Regions from separate parts of the Sus scrofa genome. Here region 2 is linked to region 1. A link is a contact called in public HiChIP or PLAC-seq data. All regions are on one chromosome and are shown on one strand. The core of a region is the stretch at or near the end of the contact, and the rest is flanking DNA. Distances in the headings are between cores, read along the strand shown. Region 1 overlaps MXRA7 (matrix-remodeling-associated protein 7). Region 2 overlaps LOC100517116 (a long non-coding RNA gene).

Region 1 (3,702 bases), core at 1,093-3,592:
AGGATTTTTCTTCCTCTGATCCTTTCGGATCTGATTTGGTCCCTCTCTTCATTTTCTTCCCTGTCTTTGACCTCTGTTCTCTCCAAAGGCAGAGACTGGAATTCAGCCTAATATTCACTGACGGAGGGTCTGGGAGATGGCCGACTGCTGCCTCGGGGTGTTTTTTATGAAGCTTTGATGTCCTCCAAATCCTCTTTGTAGGAACAGGGCCAAAGACGTTAATCTGATGGGATTGAATCCGGCAGGCTGATGTCTGAGCCAGACGGCCTGCGCCTTTGGGGCCTTTGGGGCTTGTGACCGTGCCCTTGGTTGGGAGTCCAGGACGGTCTCTTAGTCTGGACGTTTGAACCCACAGCCCTGCAGGCTGGCCCCCCTGGCTGTTCTCGCCCCCACATCCCTGTGCCTCGAGTCAGGGGGTTACCAGGAGCTCTCTGCTCTCGGACCTCACTAGAAAAGCTCAAGCCCATGACAGCAAGTGGAGGGCTTCTGCGTGGCCGGGACCGCTGCCACCTCCCAGGACACATGGGCTGCCATCAGCCTGGGATCAAGAGCTGATGACGCCCACGGCTCTGCCCCAGCCAAGCCCGGCCCCAGCCGCCTCCTGGACATCACATCTGATGGGGTGCTGCGTTTCTGCCCACCAAGATGCCCTCTGCCCCCCCCACTCCCGCCCCCGCCCCAGTGTTTGTCATCCCATTCAGAGCTCTAGCACCAGTCGCGTGGCTGCTCCGACCAAGAGCCCCAGTGTCTTCCTGGTTTTCTCTTTGTCCCTGTCCCACCTGCCTGCAGTGACCACATCAGCAGGTCCTGCCTCCTGGGCCTCCACAATGCCCGCTGCATGCGGGCTCACCCATCTTTCTGGCCACCGCTCCAGTCCATGCCTCGTCTGGGCTGTTCAGGTTCCCTGCCTCCCGTGTGCGCCCCACCTGCACCCCGCCCAGCAACCAGTGTGATCTTCACAAAATAGAAACCACATCTCCTGCTCTGCTTAAAGCCCCCCAGTGGCCCCATCACTCACAGAGTAAATGCCAGGCTCTTCCCAACACCCCCAACGGCTCTGCCTCTTCTAGTCGCCCCCCACCCCAGACACATGCCAGGCCTGGTGCCACGCTTCCTCTGCCTGGCCAGCCCTCCCAGCCTCGATCCCTAGAAGGGATTGCTTCTCTTCCCCTTTTAAGTCTCTGTGACCTTGGCCACCGTGGTGGATGTAAATTCCTCCCAGCACACGGTCCTCTCTGGCTTCCTTCGCAGCACTCAGTGCAGGCTGAGGTCATCTTTGATTTTGGTGCATTGTCTGCTGCGGAGGAATGTCAGCTCATGAGAACAGGCGCACCCAGAAGGTACTTGTTGAATGAATAAACTGCAATAACAACAAAAAGAAAACCCCATCGCTTCCTGCTGAGAGGCAGGTGCCGCCTGCTCATAGGACTGCCCTGGGCAGCAGCAATCATTTTTCTTTGTGCCCAGGGCCCTGTGTGTCACCTGCCTGCGTGCATCCCTAGAGCTGTGTTTTCTGCCCCAAAGAGGCAAACTGTAAGGTAGTGAGCTCCCTGATGCTGGGGGTGTTCAAACAGAGACTGGGTAGCTGGCAGTTCATCTAAGGTTTTATCACCTGGGGTTTTGTACTGGGTCGGAGCCAAGGTAGATCAGCGGCTTCTGACATATTTAAAAGCACTGGATACCTCTCTCCCTCCAGTGCATAAGGAAGCTCAGTGCAGGGAGCAGAAGCAGAACTGGTCTGGGTGGGGGTCTTGGCCCCTCTGCCCCTCCTCCCTGCAGTAGACCCTGCAGTCCGTCCACACAGCGCCAGGGCTCTCTCCACCCCGGTTAGAATAGTAACTGAGCTCCATCCTGTCCAAGTCAGACGGTGTGGTCTCAGAGGACCCTGTCCGACAGAGGAGGGAAGGGGCCCAGGGGCGAGCCTCCAAGGACAGCCCCTGTGCCCGAGGCTGTGGCCCCAAGGATGACCTCATGGCCCATGTGGTGGGTGGGAGAGGACAGCACTTGCCAGCAAACCCTTAGAGACTGACTCATGGAATCTGGAAGCAGGAGAGCTTTCAAAGCCAGGCTTCCTTGAACTGTACATAGCAACTGTCATCAGGGGGCTTTGAGCAGAAAAGCATCATCAAGTCGGCGTTTTAAGATGTCTTCAGAACGGGAGAATTGGAGGAGAATGGGGTCCAGGACATGGTGCCAGGATGAAGGCACAGAGTGACCGAGGCCAGATCAGGGAGAATTAGGGGGAGGAGGGACCCCAGACGTCTCCCAAAGGCAAGGAGAGCTTAGAAGTCAGATGGAGAGGAAGTGCCAGGCTGTCGTCAACATTCCTGGGCCATGATGAAGTGTCAAGTTGCTGTGACCGCAGAGAAAACCTGGACGCGTTGAAAGGGGCCAAGCTGGGACAAGAAGAGTTTGGTTCCTTGTCACCCGAGACATGTCCTGTCCAGCCGCACATGTGGATGGAGAGAGCTGGCCTGCTTGGAGCCTGGAGCTGTCATCTGGAGGCCAGGGGTGGCTGCCTTGTTTTGATGGTACAGGCGGAGAGAACGGCCTGGCTGTGACCTCGGCCGCCAGCCTGTCCTCCCCGCCCAGCACCGGCGCCCCGGGAGCTGGCGCCGGCTCTGCTCTGTCTGCTCGCCCCACAGCAACGCTCTGCTGTGAATGCAAAAGATGAACAGCCTCATTGCCTAATGGAATCCTTCTGGAAGGAGTGCCAGCACTGTCTATCCTGCTTCCGCCTGGGTGGAAGCAGGGAGGCAGCCCCTGTGCCTGGTCTCAGTGCCCATCTTAAGGATCTTCCCTGGAGATGGGGCAGTCCGCTGACCTGGCTGCATGGCGTGTGCTTGGGGGATTGTGCAGGCCCCCTGAGGGCTTCCTGTTGTCTCTGCTGTCGCCTGCTGCGGGGGCATGGAGGGACAGGCATCCTCATGGGAGCTGGGCCTCCCCTCTGCCTCCCTGGCGGATCCGTGATCCCCGCCCCTGGTCAGGTCCACTTTCTGGATGAACTAGAGTCGAGGGAGGGGTTGGCACAGGCCCAACAGGAGGCAGCCCAGGTGGCTGGTCACAGGATCCAATAGGTCCTGTTTGCAGGACCCAGGGCAGATTCATTTCCTTAGGCAGACAGATATCCGTCTCTCTCTCTCCATCTCCCCCCATCTCTTCTGACTTCAGCCGTGCGTCAGGCCTAGATGGGGCCAGGGCAGCCAGAAGTAGCATTGCGCTGCCCCTGGGGTGCGTACCTGGCTCCCAGGGGCTCTGAGAAGCCTCCTTCCAAGCCCCTCTTCACCCTGCTGCCCCTCCCCTCCCCTCTGCCGTCCCTCCCTCTTGGGCTCCTGGCCTTGGCGGGGCTGTCAGGAGGCCCACCTCCACCCCCTCCCCTGGTGGAAAAGCTGAATTAGAAAAGTATCCCAGTTTCACACAGCCAAGGAAACTATAAATAAAACAGCCTACGGAATGGGAGAAAATAGTTTCAAATGATGCAACTGACAAGGGCTTAATCTCCAAAATATACAAACACCTCATACAACTCACTAGCAAGAAAAACAAACAATCCGGAGTTCCTGTCTGTCATGGCTCAGCGGAAACAAATCTGACTAGGAACCATAAGGTTGCGGGTTCCATCCCTGGCTTTGCTCAGTGGGTTAAGGATCTGGCGTTGCCGTGGGCTGTGGTGTAGGCCAACAGCTACAGCTCCAATTCAAC
Region 2 (3,958 bases), core at 20-2,519, 130 kb after region 1:
CTGGGGTTCAGGGCTGAGGGCGCAGAGTCCGGCCAGTGGCCAGTACAGGATAGCCATCAAGTCCTGGGACAGTCACATCGATCCCCCTCTGGATGAGAGACTTAAGGTTCCCGTGCGTCCCACAGAGCAGTCAAGCCCCCTCCGCAGCCAGCCGTACCCCAGCAGGCAGACGTCCCCACTTACTCACACGTCCTTTCGCACTTTGGTTTACCTCAGGCCTTAAGCTACGGGTCCAGTTTTCAGGCTCTTTAAATCTCACCCTAAATGTAGCTTCCTTACTGACCGAACAAATATGTGACCTTGGACATAAGAGCTGCACACGCTCCCCAATTTCAACAGAAAAGAAAGAATGTGTCCACGTCAAGCCTGGCATTTAAATGCAAACAAGGCCAGACACCATCCCAGCCCAGCACCACTCTGCTACTCTCTCGCTCACGTACTGGGCAACCCAGCCCCCTGCTGCCCAAGCTGCCGCCCCTTGCCAGTCATGCCACTCTGGGAGCGCCAACAGCAGGAGAGCTCCCTGGTGTTGGCAAAGCCCCAGGAAGCCAAAGGGCTCTGCCAGTGCCATGGTACCCCTCCTTTTCTGAAGGTCAGGATGTGGTAGAGGGGGCAAGAGGTCAGAATGCCAGAGCAGTCTCGCTGCCACAGTGGGCATACGTCGGCCATTCCTGGCTGTTTCAAAGAGCCCATTCATTTTCTTGAAATGTGTGACAAGCACTCTTTTCATCCCACAACAAGAGCATAAACCAAATCCAGGCCACTTGCCCATTTCTGCCCCCCTAACAGCCTGTGCCCTCTGAGCCATTAAACTGGGGGACCTAGAGCCTGACAGGGCAGTGGCGGCACTTGTCTTTAAGGTTCAGAGGGACAGTGCACCAGGACCAGGGTCTCAGCAGGGTAAGCGCAATCCCCTCTGGAATCCGTTCGACTTGACCCCTTATTAAGCCTCGACTGCCATTAAGAGCACAGCGCCAAACCCTGAAGCCTCAGAACAGATTTTCTCCCTCAGTCGAGCCTTTCAGACAGGGATAACCAGCCATCACAGGCTTGCGGGGCTGCTCGGGGCTGCTTCGGGACACGTAAGATGGAAACAGAAAGCTTACTAGTAACAGCAGGAGAGGAATCGTTTCACTTGCTCCAGGCAAAACCGTTCTGCCTCACACTGCAGACACCTAGCAAAGAAAACAACCTATGTCAAAGCCTCCAGGCCACTGAGCACAACCCAAAAGCCAGGGCAGGGGAACCAGGCACACTCCTCCCAAGCCTGTTCCAAAGGCCTCTCCAATTACACGCACAAGGGAAATTCTGCCTTGGGTCCAGGGCAGCCAGCGGGGTACTGCTGCCAGCGTCTTCTTCCGGAGCTTCCTTTTCGGCCTCAAACTGAGGCTGACACTGTACCTGGTGAAGATAAATTGCAAAAAAAACCCGTTCAAGAAGAGATACAGGTTCTCACTTTTAAATTAGGCATTTAAAAAACCACCACCATCAAAAAAAAAAAAAAAAAAATTGAGAAAAGCAGGCCTGAATTTTCCATAAAACAAATCTGGGAAACCGAGTCTCAGACATCCCAGCTCCACAGAAAGGCCTTTCTGAGCGCCTTCAGACAGGGATAACTTCAATCATCACAGACTCAGCTCCCCCATCTGCCAGCCCACGGCAGACATCCAGAGAACACGCAAACTACATTTTCCTATCAAGTTCTGCTTTCTTTCCTCCGGGAACTCACCATCTTACCCACTTCATTAGCAGGTGCTTTTCCCTCAAGGGTGAAACTGTTAACTGGCGCTCGGCTGGAGCCAGTGTCCTAGATTTGACACACGGACAGCTCCTGCCCATCTAAAGCCAGGGTCTCCTTCGGCACGAAGGGTCTCGCAGCCGAGGACAGAGTGTAGATGCTCTTCCTAGTGTCAGGAGAACACCCGAGACAGCGCAGACCCCTCCTTTCAGGCTGGAGGCCTGTGCACAGAGTACCTGATGTCGAGAGCAACCGACATCGGACAAGGTCGCTGCGCCTCCACTCACCTCTGCAAAACAACCCTGCAGAGCAACCAGGTGGCTTTCAGTTCTTTAGGACAGGATTATAGACCTGCCTTAAGAACTACTTAAAATAACCAGTACTGTAATCTTGCTGTAATAAACATCCCTGAGCTAAAAATAGATCAGATCATGGAATTCCTCCATCCTCCCTCTTAAACGGCCACACACCCCTCCCGGGCTGCACTCTACACTCTAGAGCCATCTCTTCTCACGATGGCTGGAGGTGGGGACCAGGAACCTGTATGTGTTAACTCTGCAGGTGGTTCTGAGGCACAGCCAGGTTTCAAAAGCACCACGCCTCTTTTTCACAAACAAGGGTTTCAGCCCTACTGACATTCTGGGTGAGCAGCCCTTTGTAGGGGGGCTGTCTGTGGACTGCAGGACTCCTAGGGCATCTAGAGGATCCCAGCAGCACCTTCGGCCCCTGGTTGAGAACAACTGGTCTAACTAACTGGCTGTTCAATCACATTTCAATAAAACATATATTGAATAAAAATAATGGCCCCTCCCACTCACTAAAATCAATTGGATATATATCCACGGCCCATTAAAAAAAGAAAAAAAGAGTTCTTGTCGTGGTGCAGCAGAAATGAATCGACTAGGAACCTTAAGGTTTCAGGTTCGACCCCTGGCCAAGCTCAGTGGGTTAAGGATCCAGCGTTGCCGTGGCTGTGGGCTAGGCCGGCAGCTGTAGCTCCAATTCGACCCCTAACCTGGGAGCCTCCATATGCTGTGGGTGCAACCCTAAAAAGCGAAGAAAAAAAAAAAGGAAAACCTAGTTGTGTAACTGGACAAGCGAACTCACTGAGCTGCTTACCCAGGAGCAGCACGGGGAAAACAACAACTTCACACAGGGCTGTAACCGACACTGCCTGTGAGACAAGGCAATGGGGCCTTGCAGACAGTTCCGCACTCCTTCTCTCATCCGGACAGTAACAATCCCGGGAGGCTCACAGATCCCTGAAATCTGAGAGACTAATACTTAAAGGGATCATGACCCCTGCGACTCTGACAAAGAACAAAAAATAATACCACTTACACATAAGATTTCATCACGAAGATCCTTACACTCACCGTTTTCGGATGACGGTTTTCATGGGTCTTTTTTCAAGTCTAGAGCCAACATTTTAATCTGAAAGAGAAACACGGATAACACATTTCATTCCAACAGAAACAATCTTGAGATCAAAACAGGTACTTTAAAAAAGTTGAGCCTCAGCACATGAGAACTCCTCACAGAAGATGTCCTTTCAGACAGGGATAACTTTAAATCCTCCTCAGCTCAACCAGTAACATTTCTAATCTCAGCAGACCCGTCCAACTCTCCAACCCTCCCTTTCACGGACCCTGGGCGCAATAGCATTCATTCTGGTTTCAAACAGTGACACCTAGTGGCCTCAGTTACTCCGGCACAGACCGTCCTCAGGCCTGGATTCTGAGAAGGCCCCTAAGTGTCAACCCAGATTCACAGAACTGAACTTAAGAACAGAAGTGTGAGGCGGCCCCGTGGGAGAGGCCTTCACACCAGCCTCGCTTTCTCAGTTCTGGTGCCCACCCAGGTCCCGCCTGCACCCGTTCTTACTCACTTCAAGGCTCCATTCGTCACTTTTAAGGTTCAACCTGCAGGTCTGCGTCTCACCGTTGCCGCAGATGCCACACAACGGCCTGTGGGGAGCGAAAACAGGAGCATGCTCAGGGTCGTTGTAAAACTACGGCTTCCCAAACAAGGTCTTACTAGCCCGCCGATTACTCTCGGGAGAATTAAATACAAACTGATGGGGGCTGTCCTCGAGGCACTGCAGGAGGAAGTCAGGCATTCAGACGTTAACCCGCTTCATGGGCATTAAGAACTGCCCCCGCCAACAGGCCCCCCGCAGGGACCTGGGGACCAGCAGGCCTGTTGGGGCTGCAAGCTCGG

Evidence for each region. HiChIP or PLAC-seq counts read pairs in DNA pulled down with a chosen protein or histone mark.
Region 2: a contact with region 1 is called in an H3K27ac HiChIP or PLAC-seq map of skeletal muscle. The contact joins two enhancer-like sites. A contact is called at or near these places in 1 of 47 Hi-C or Micro-C datasets (embryonic fibroblasts) and 2 of 2 datasets of contacts at active chromatin or transcription factors (alveolar macrophages and skeletal muscle).

Annotation. Positions count from the first base shown.
Region 1 is chr12:4,827,934-4,831,635 of Sscrofa11.1, forward strand. The region is part of intron 1 of MXRA7 (matrix-remodeling-associated protein 7); the gene reads left to right. Among named protein-coding and RNA genes, the nearest start is that of MXRA7, 7.5 kb to the left of the region's middle. Within about 2 kb of position 2,343, at least 43 of the 83 cell types and tissues checked have an H3K27ac peak or open chromatin away from gene starts, as enhancers often do. A contact at or near this core is called in skeletal muscle, where this site is marked.
Region 2 is chr12:4,956,167-4,960,124 of Sscrofa11.1, forward strand. LOC100517116 (a long non-coding RNA gene) reads right to left here. Exons shown (of 5, transcript XR_299228.3): 2 at 3,627-3,705; 3 at 3,115-3,172; 4 at 1,299-1,401; 5 at 1-1,175. Among named protein-coding and RNA genes, the nearest start is that of PRCD, 19 kb to the right of the region's middle. Within about 2 kb of position 1,270, at least 7 of the 83 cell types and tissues checked have an H3K27ac peak or open chromatin away from gene starts, as enhancers often do. A contact at or near this core is called in skeletal muscle, where this site is marked.